Regions from separate parts of the Pan troglodytes genome. Here region 2 is linked to region 1. The links are chromatin contacts, called in public HiChIP or PLAC-seq maps. All regions are on one chromosome and are shown on one strand. Each heading gives the region's core, a stretch centred on a gene start, on an enhancer-like site or on the middle of the called end of the contact. The rest is flanking DNA. Distances are from core to core; before and after follow the strand shown. Region 1 holds the start of LRRIQ4 (leucine rich repeats and IQ motif containing 4). Region 2 holds the start of SEC62 (SEC62 homolog, preprotein translocation factor).

Evidence for each region. HiChIP or PLAC-seq counts read pairs in DNA pulled down with a chosen protein or histone mark.
Region 2: an H3K4me3 HiChIP or PLAC-seq map of stem cell-derived excitatory neurons shows a contact between it and region 1, with 4 times the contacts expected there. The contact joins the promoter of SEC62 here to the promoter of LRRIQ4 in region 1. A contact is called at or near these places in 1 of 7 Hi-C or Micro-C datasets (stem cell-derived neural progenitor cells) and 1 of 1 datasets of contacts at active chromatin or transcription factors (stem cell-derived excitatory neurons).

Annotation. Positions count from the first base shown.
Region 1 is chr2:172,966,846-172,970,287 of NHGRI_mPanTro3-v2.0_pri, forward strand. LRRIQ4 (leucine rich repeats and IQ motif containing 4) reads left to right here and starts at 1,542. Exons shown (of 6, transcript XM_516869.7): 1 at 1,542-2,159. The coding sequence starts at 2,152. LRRC34 (leucine rich repeat containing 34) reads right to left here and starts at 2,121. Exons shown (of 11, transcript XM_516868.9): 1 at 1,522-2,121. The coding sequence starts at 1,660.
Region 2 is chr2:173,120,195-173,123,636 of NHGRI_mPanTro3-v2.0_pri, forward strand. SEC62 (SEC62 homolog, preprotein translocation factor) reads left to right here and starts at 1,680. Exons shown (of 9, transcript XM_063806376.1): 1 at 1,680-1,935; 2 at 2,175-2,393. The coding sequence starts at 1,891. LOC744515 (a long non-coding RNA gene) reads right to left here and starts at 2,294. Exons shown (of 2, transcript XR_001713792.2): 1 at 1,514-2,294.

The sequences.
Region 1 (3,442 bases), core at 292-2,791:
CCCTATCTCTACCAAAAATACAAAAATTAGCTGGTGTGGTGGCGCATGCCTGTAGTCCCAGCTACTTGGGAGGCTGAGGCGACAGAATCGCTTGAATGCGGGAGGTGGAGGTTACAAGGTTGCAGTGAGCAGAGATCGCGCCACTGCACTCCAGCCTGGGCGACAGAGGAGACTCCATCTCAAAAACAAAACAAAACAAAAACCTCACTTGGAATGCAATCTAGAAAATGCTGCTTTAGCGTCCTCCCCAGGAAACAAAGCAAGTAGATCCCAAATAGAAGTTGGAGCTGGGCTCCCACTGGGCTTCTTTCTTTCCCACTGTCTTCCTTGGTATTAAGAGAAAAATTGCCCTGAGAATCTCCGAGGGCACAGAAATGTGTCAGACTACAATTCATTTTCGCGAAGGCATGAAGGAATCTTAGACTACGAGCTAAATACAGCTAAACAAAGTTATGGAAATATTCTTATTTAACAAGCTAGCCAGAGATTTACAGTATTTAAAAGTTTCTGCTACCCTTCCTTTGATTTAAAATTCACCTACGTATTTTGTATGCCAGGATTTTGTGGCACCAATGAATTTATTTCCTATATTGTATTCATATTAGAAGGAAAATAGCCTTCAAATTGTAAAGCAAAAACTAGGAAATAACCCAGCTACGCAGGAAAATGTCAAGAACCTAACCCAAATTTCATTTTTTCATCCACGCCTCTGGCAGCCACTTTTTAACAATTTCCACAGAAAGGACTTACTTAGGAGGTAGATCCCTCCAAAACATGCTTTTCTATACTTAGCCAAGCACTGGGAAATCTAAGCGATGAGCATGAGTCAGAACGTGGGTGCCCTATCCAGAATCCGCAGTGTGTACATTTGAACAAGTTGTTATCCCAGCTTAAATTTCCTCTCATGCTAAAGGCAGAGCCTAACACTGCCCATCTCCTGGATGCAGTATTATTAAGCCAGCCTCCGAACACAGTTCCGTATCCACAGACAGACTTTAAAACAAGCATATAAAACAGAAATGGCGGGTAGGGGGTGGCCGTTCAGGGTAGGTGCTTAACTTGCTGATCAGGGGCGCAGAAATATTTAAAACGGAGATAGTACAGAGGTGCAAAGTCAGAAACAGTATCAAGACCCTCATGCCCCCCTGTGACCTGCTCTCTGGGACTTTCACAAAAAGGGGGCTGAGAAGAGCCCCCCCCGCCACCCCCTCCCGGAGACCCTGAGAGCACGGCGACAGACACCATCTGCACAACCTATCGCGCAAAGGGCGGACCCACGGGGACTCCTCTCCGTGGACTCCTCTCCTGCCCTCGGTCGCAAAGGGCGACCGGGGACTCCTCTCCTGCCCTCGTTTCTGGGCGCCCCAAACCTCTGGCCACAGCTGGGGTTCACAGGGGCACCCCTCCCGCCTCGCCGCCTTGGGCTGGCGGGCTGCTGGGAGGACTCCGGCCGTGCGACCCCGGCGCCCCTCGCGCGTTTTGTCTGGGCCAGGCCGCGCAGACGTGCTCCCTACTTCTTACCGCGCTGGACCGTCAGGGCCGCGCCCGGAGTAATGGCCTGAGTGGAGGCCCAAGCCGGGGACCCGGCCGGCGCACGAGTGGCCTCCCGGGAGCTCCCCATGCTCCTCTCACCCACTGGCCGCGGCGGCTGCGCTGCCATGGCGACCGCGCGCGCGCGCTTACAGTCCGCCTGCAGCTGTGAGGCGGCTACACGAGCCTCGGCGCCAGCCTGCTTCGAGTCCCGCTGGCTGTGCCTGCCCGGGCCCTGAGGCCTCACTGCTAAGGCAGTGACCGCCAACTCTGTGGAGGTCCTCTGTCACCCTGCCCTGGTTAAAGGCAGCCTGAGGGAGGGCGTCCTGGCTCCTTTGCAGGGAGGAGTTCCCGAGGTTTGAGGGGCTCCGCTGCTGAGCTAGGGCTGGGGCTACAAAGAAGATTATGACAAAGCCCGCTCCTGCAAAGTGTGCACCGGCCGCCGGGCCAGCGAAGAAGCAGAGTAGCATCAGCACATGATAAAGGCGCTGGGCTTTGGGAGCATAAAGGGTTTTGTGCTCCCAAAGGGCGGGGCCACCAGGGAGGGCTTCCTGAAGGAGGTGACATCTGGATGGTCCGAAGGAGGCTGCCAGAGGACAGAATGCTTGGTGCGTTCTGGGCATGCGCAGGTACTTGAATGTACTCAGATCAGTACAGACAGCGGGGAGGCGGGCAGGGCCAGATCCACATCTGTTACTAAAAGGCCAGGGGTTCCGTCTAGATCCTGCTGCTCCTGTTACTGAATGCCAATCACTGAAACAATGAGAATTGCCTGGGAGGAAGGCTTTAATCTGGTGCTGCAGCCGAGATCAGTCTCAAATCTGTCTCCCCAACCAACTAGAATCAAGGGTTTACATAGCAAGAAAGAAATGTGACTACTTGCAGGAAATCAGGAATTAGGGAGGGGTAAGGAAGAGGAGTTGGTCAACAGGAATCAGGTGGTCGCTTAGGGAATCATGGTGGGTGAGGGATCTGGTGTCTCATTGTCCAGATGTGATGATCTGGTAAGTTTCATTTCCTTGATACTGAAATGGTAATAGTTTCCTTATCCCCCTTGCAAGGCATGCGATGGTGAGGCAGGAAAATAGGGTCTGGAGGTAGGGAACATAAGGCCGATTCGCACTTCGGCTATAACAGGAAATATCCTCTCCATAGGGTGTACACCATAAACGACTTTGTAAACTTACTTCATCCTCTTCATTTACACAGGGCGTACTCTAAGTAACCAATGGAATCCTCTAAGGGATATTTGAACTCCCAAAAAATTTGTAACGGGGTCTTTGAGCCCCTGTGCTCGGCCCACTCCCACACTGTGGAGTATACTTTCATTTTCAATAAATCCCTTCATTCCTTCCTTGCTTTGTGCGTTTTGTCCAATTCTTTGTTCAAGACGCCAAGAACCTGGACACCTTCTACCGGTAACAATGGGGGTGTGGCTTGCTTCTTTGGTGCTCCACTGATCAAACCTCTAGGGGGAGCATGCAGACGGGCAGGTTGTGGGGCACGTGGGCTCCGAACCCACCGCAGCGTCTAGGGGTGAATGCTTACAGCTGCTGAAGCAAAGCCCCAGTAGGCGTGTGTTACAGGGTGCTCTTTCAGTTTTGCTGTGTATAGGCGGCTTGTGTCAATCAGCTCAGTTAGACCCTCTGTCTTACCGCAAGGACAGAGGGCTTTCTGTATCCTGGGGTTCTGGCCTTGGTGTACCGGAAAAATCGGATCACACAGTGGGCTTGGAGAATGAGTGCAAGGTTTTATTGAATGGTGGAAGTGGCTCTCAACAGATGGATGGGGAACCAGAAAGGGAATGGAGTGGAAAGGTGGTTTTCCCCTGGAGTCCGGCCGCTCAGCAGCCAGACTCTCCACTGACTGCCCTGACCAAATTTCCCTCGGTCTACACATCGTGCTGCTTGTC
Region 2 (3,442 bases), core at 430-2,929, 150 kb after region 1:
TTACAGTAAAAGGGGCAGGTTTTGCTGGGGAAATGGTGATTTTTAGTTGGACATCCAGTGGAAACATCCAGAAGAAATCTGGAATTAAACATGAATGCAGTATTTTGGAATTAATTTGTAAACAGAATGCACAAATAGAAGAGACAAGAGGAAGGTGAACATATAAAAACAGTGGCCAGGAACATGTGAGAATTGGGTAAAAGGAGAGAAGTCAACGAGAAATCAGAAAGAAGTTGATATACATGCCAAAGAAGGAAAAGAAGTCAAGAAGAACAGTCAATATTGTCAAATACTGAGTAAGATGCTAGCTGAGAGAAGGTATTGGGTTTGACAAAATAATTCTCACTGGATGGTGGAGGTAGAAACCAAATTGTTGTAATCTAAGGAGTGAATGACAGAACAAGAGGACACTAAATTAAAGCTCTGCTGATGAAGAAAATAGTAAGGCAGTAACTTGAGGATGAGTCATTGTCTATAAAGGATTTTTTATTCCCCACCATAGTCCTAACCTAACATTTGACATCTATCTAGTAGGCACTCAATACCTACTGAATGCAATAATATTTTCATTTATAGACCAGGTCTCCTATAAAATAGTCCAGTGTTTATGTCCACATAAAACAGCACAAAACAGATTCATCATTCTGGGTGGGTAGAGGGATTGAAGGAAATAAAGACATTTCATATTCTATATTATGTTTTGGGTTAATTGGCAAGAATAATTACTTCTTTCTCACCCCATCCCTGACTATACACACACCCAAATTATAGATTATAGAGGAGAAAGGAATTAAATGACTCCCGAGACCAGAACTGCATAGTCCAAAAAAAAAATTCAGCAATCTTACTTTATTAAAAAATTAGGCATCAAGATGCTGCAATTTGCCTTACTTACACATTTAATTGCTCTTAGGTTAGATATATAATATGGGAAACCTGGAAAAAAATTTTAATGGTATAATAAACGCTTACAACCTAACATTAAGTGAAAAAAGCAGCTGCCTTGTTGCATATGATCTCAATTTGGGAAACAGGAAAAAATATAAATACAAACACACATGCACACACACACACAAAGTCAGAATACTATAAGAAAATAAACTGAACGGTCACAGTGGCTCACGCCTGTAGTTCCAGTTACTCAGGAGACAGAGACAGGTGGATCGTTTTGAGCCCAGGAGTTCAAGACCCGCCCGGGCAACATAAGGAAACTCCATCTCCACACAAAAAAAGTAAAAATTAGCCAGGTGTGGTGGCGCATGCCTGTAGTTCCAGCTACTCAGGAGGCTGAGGAGGGAGATCAGTTGAGACGAGGAGTTCGGTGATGCAGTGAGCCGAGACTGCGCCACTGCACTCCAGCTTGGGCAATATAGAGCGAAACTCAGCCTCAAAAAAAAAAAAAAAAAAAAAAAAGAACATCTTTCTTTTCTGAATTTTCCCAATTTTCTACAATTAAAAACGCTTTAAAGATCTCTATAAAGTCAGTCAAGGGAATTTCTATCTAAGCATTTACCAGCAATTTAAGCTCCTTCTCTTTTGGTCTAGGTGGCTCTAAAATAACAATAAAGGCTACAGTGACTGAAATTCACCAGACTTGAAATAGACTGCAGCCTTCTTCCTTCCCACCTTCTTAGAATCTTTGTCCTATTCATCTTCCTTACGCTTCCCCGGGTTCTCTTACTTCTGGATTCTAACAGTGAGTTGTGAGAAGCAACGCGGAAAACGGAATGGAGACTCCAGCTTGTTTTAAACGAGCTGTATTACCCCGCACAGTGCAGGAGAAAAGATAATTGGCTCAGGTCTCGGCTCTGCCATCTACCACCTGTGGAGCCTTAGATAAGTCAGTTAATATCTCTGTCACTCAACGGTTTCGGTCTTGTCATCTTTTACATGGAATGTCATGAAATATACAGTACATTGCAGGAACTGCCTCAGGTAAAGACTTCTAGGGTTCAGTAGGTCTCAGTCGATCCCTCTGAGAAAGGCCGCACCCTAAATGCACAGACTCTGACTCTAAGGGGGTGGGGTCGGGAATCTGCATTTTAGTAGCTTCTCAGGTGATTCAGATGCTCAGTCAGGATTGAGAAACCAGGACTCTTCCCAGCCCTCCTGTTCTCTGATCCACTTCTCTGCTTCCTCCACGTCCTAACGATTCTCCAGTTCCCGCACAGCAGGAGCGGAGGGAAGAGGGGAGAGAAGGCACCGCTAAGGACCAGTGGCCCCGCCAGGCGGCCGACCTCCCCATTCCAGGGGCGCCAGCCGGCGGATTACATAACGGGCCTCGGGGCGCACTCTCGCGAGGTTTCCACCGCCCCCTCCTCGCTCCACGTCAGAGGGAACCGGGCGGAGCGGCCAACATGGCGGAACGCAGGAGACACAAGAAGCGGATCCAGGTAGCAAAGCCGAGCTCTGGGCAGGGGGCTTCGGCGCGCTGGATAGGGGAAGGGGCGGGGAAAGCCCCCTAAAAGGGCGAGCGAAAGCAAGGGCGAGGTGGGGTGGGGTTCCGCCGCGAGGCAGCTGGCTGCAGGCTGCGCGTTGTGAGGGGCCTGAGGGGGGGCGGTGTTGGCGACGGCGGAGACAGAGACGGAGGTGGTGGTGGAGCAGCAAGGGAAGGAAGGAGGCGCCGCGCTCAGAATCCGGCTGCGGAGGCGCGGCTGTGGGCCTGGAGTTCCTGTGGTCGCGCTGTCCCGGGCCTGAGCTGGAAGGTCAGCCTCCTCTGGGGCGCAGACGCTGACCCTTCCCGGGGCTCTTCCCCTCCCTTACCCCATCCTCTGGCCTTAGCTGGCCTGAAATCAAGGCCACGGTAATAGGGGTAGCAGGAGGCGGCGGACTGACCTAAAGCAGCTGGTTCTTTGTGCGCATAGACCGTAAGGGGGAATGATCTGGACTTGGTCAGCTGCCTCGGGGCCTAGGCAGGGATCTGCTCATCCAGATGTTCAGTTGCGTTGCCCTTCTTTCCCTTCAATATTATTGACTTAATAGTCCACTTGAAGCTTGCCGGCTTTTTTCCGGGCGACGTGGTGTAAACAACCACAACCTCGTTGGTGCTGCAACGAGCTGGTGGCGCCCAGAAACCTTTCACATGTCAGTGTGTCATCCTCGTAGTAACCTACATAACATCTCTCCCTAATTCCACATGCATGTCATTTGTGCATTTCTTCCTTGCGATTTTCCCTGGTTCTTGTTCTTTGCCAAGAGGATTAATTATGTAGAACATCTTGGACTCAGGATATTTATTAGTCGTCTCATCAGCTGATGTGCTGAGAAACCTTCATAAGCCCTCAAATTGATCACATGTAGTAAATTGTTACTATAATCATAAATTGTTACATTCATCATTGCCTTTCTGTTCCTTACTATTTCATTGCTTAGAATGATTTTTTCTTTCTTCCATTTTATCCCTTCTTTTTTTTTTAAGTTTATCGATTTATTGGCCTACAAT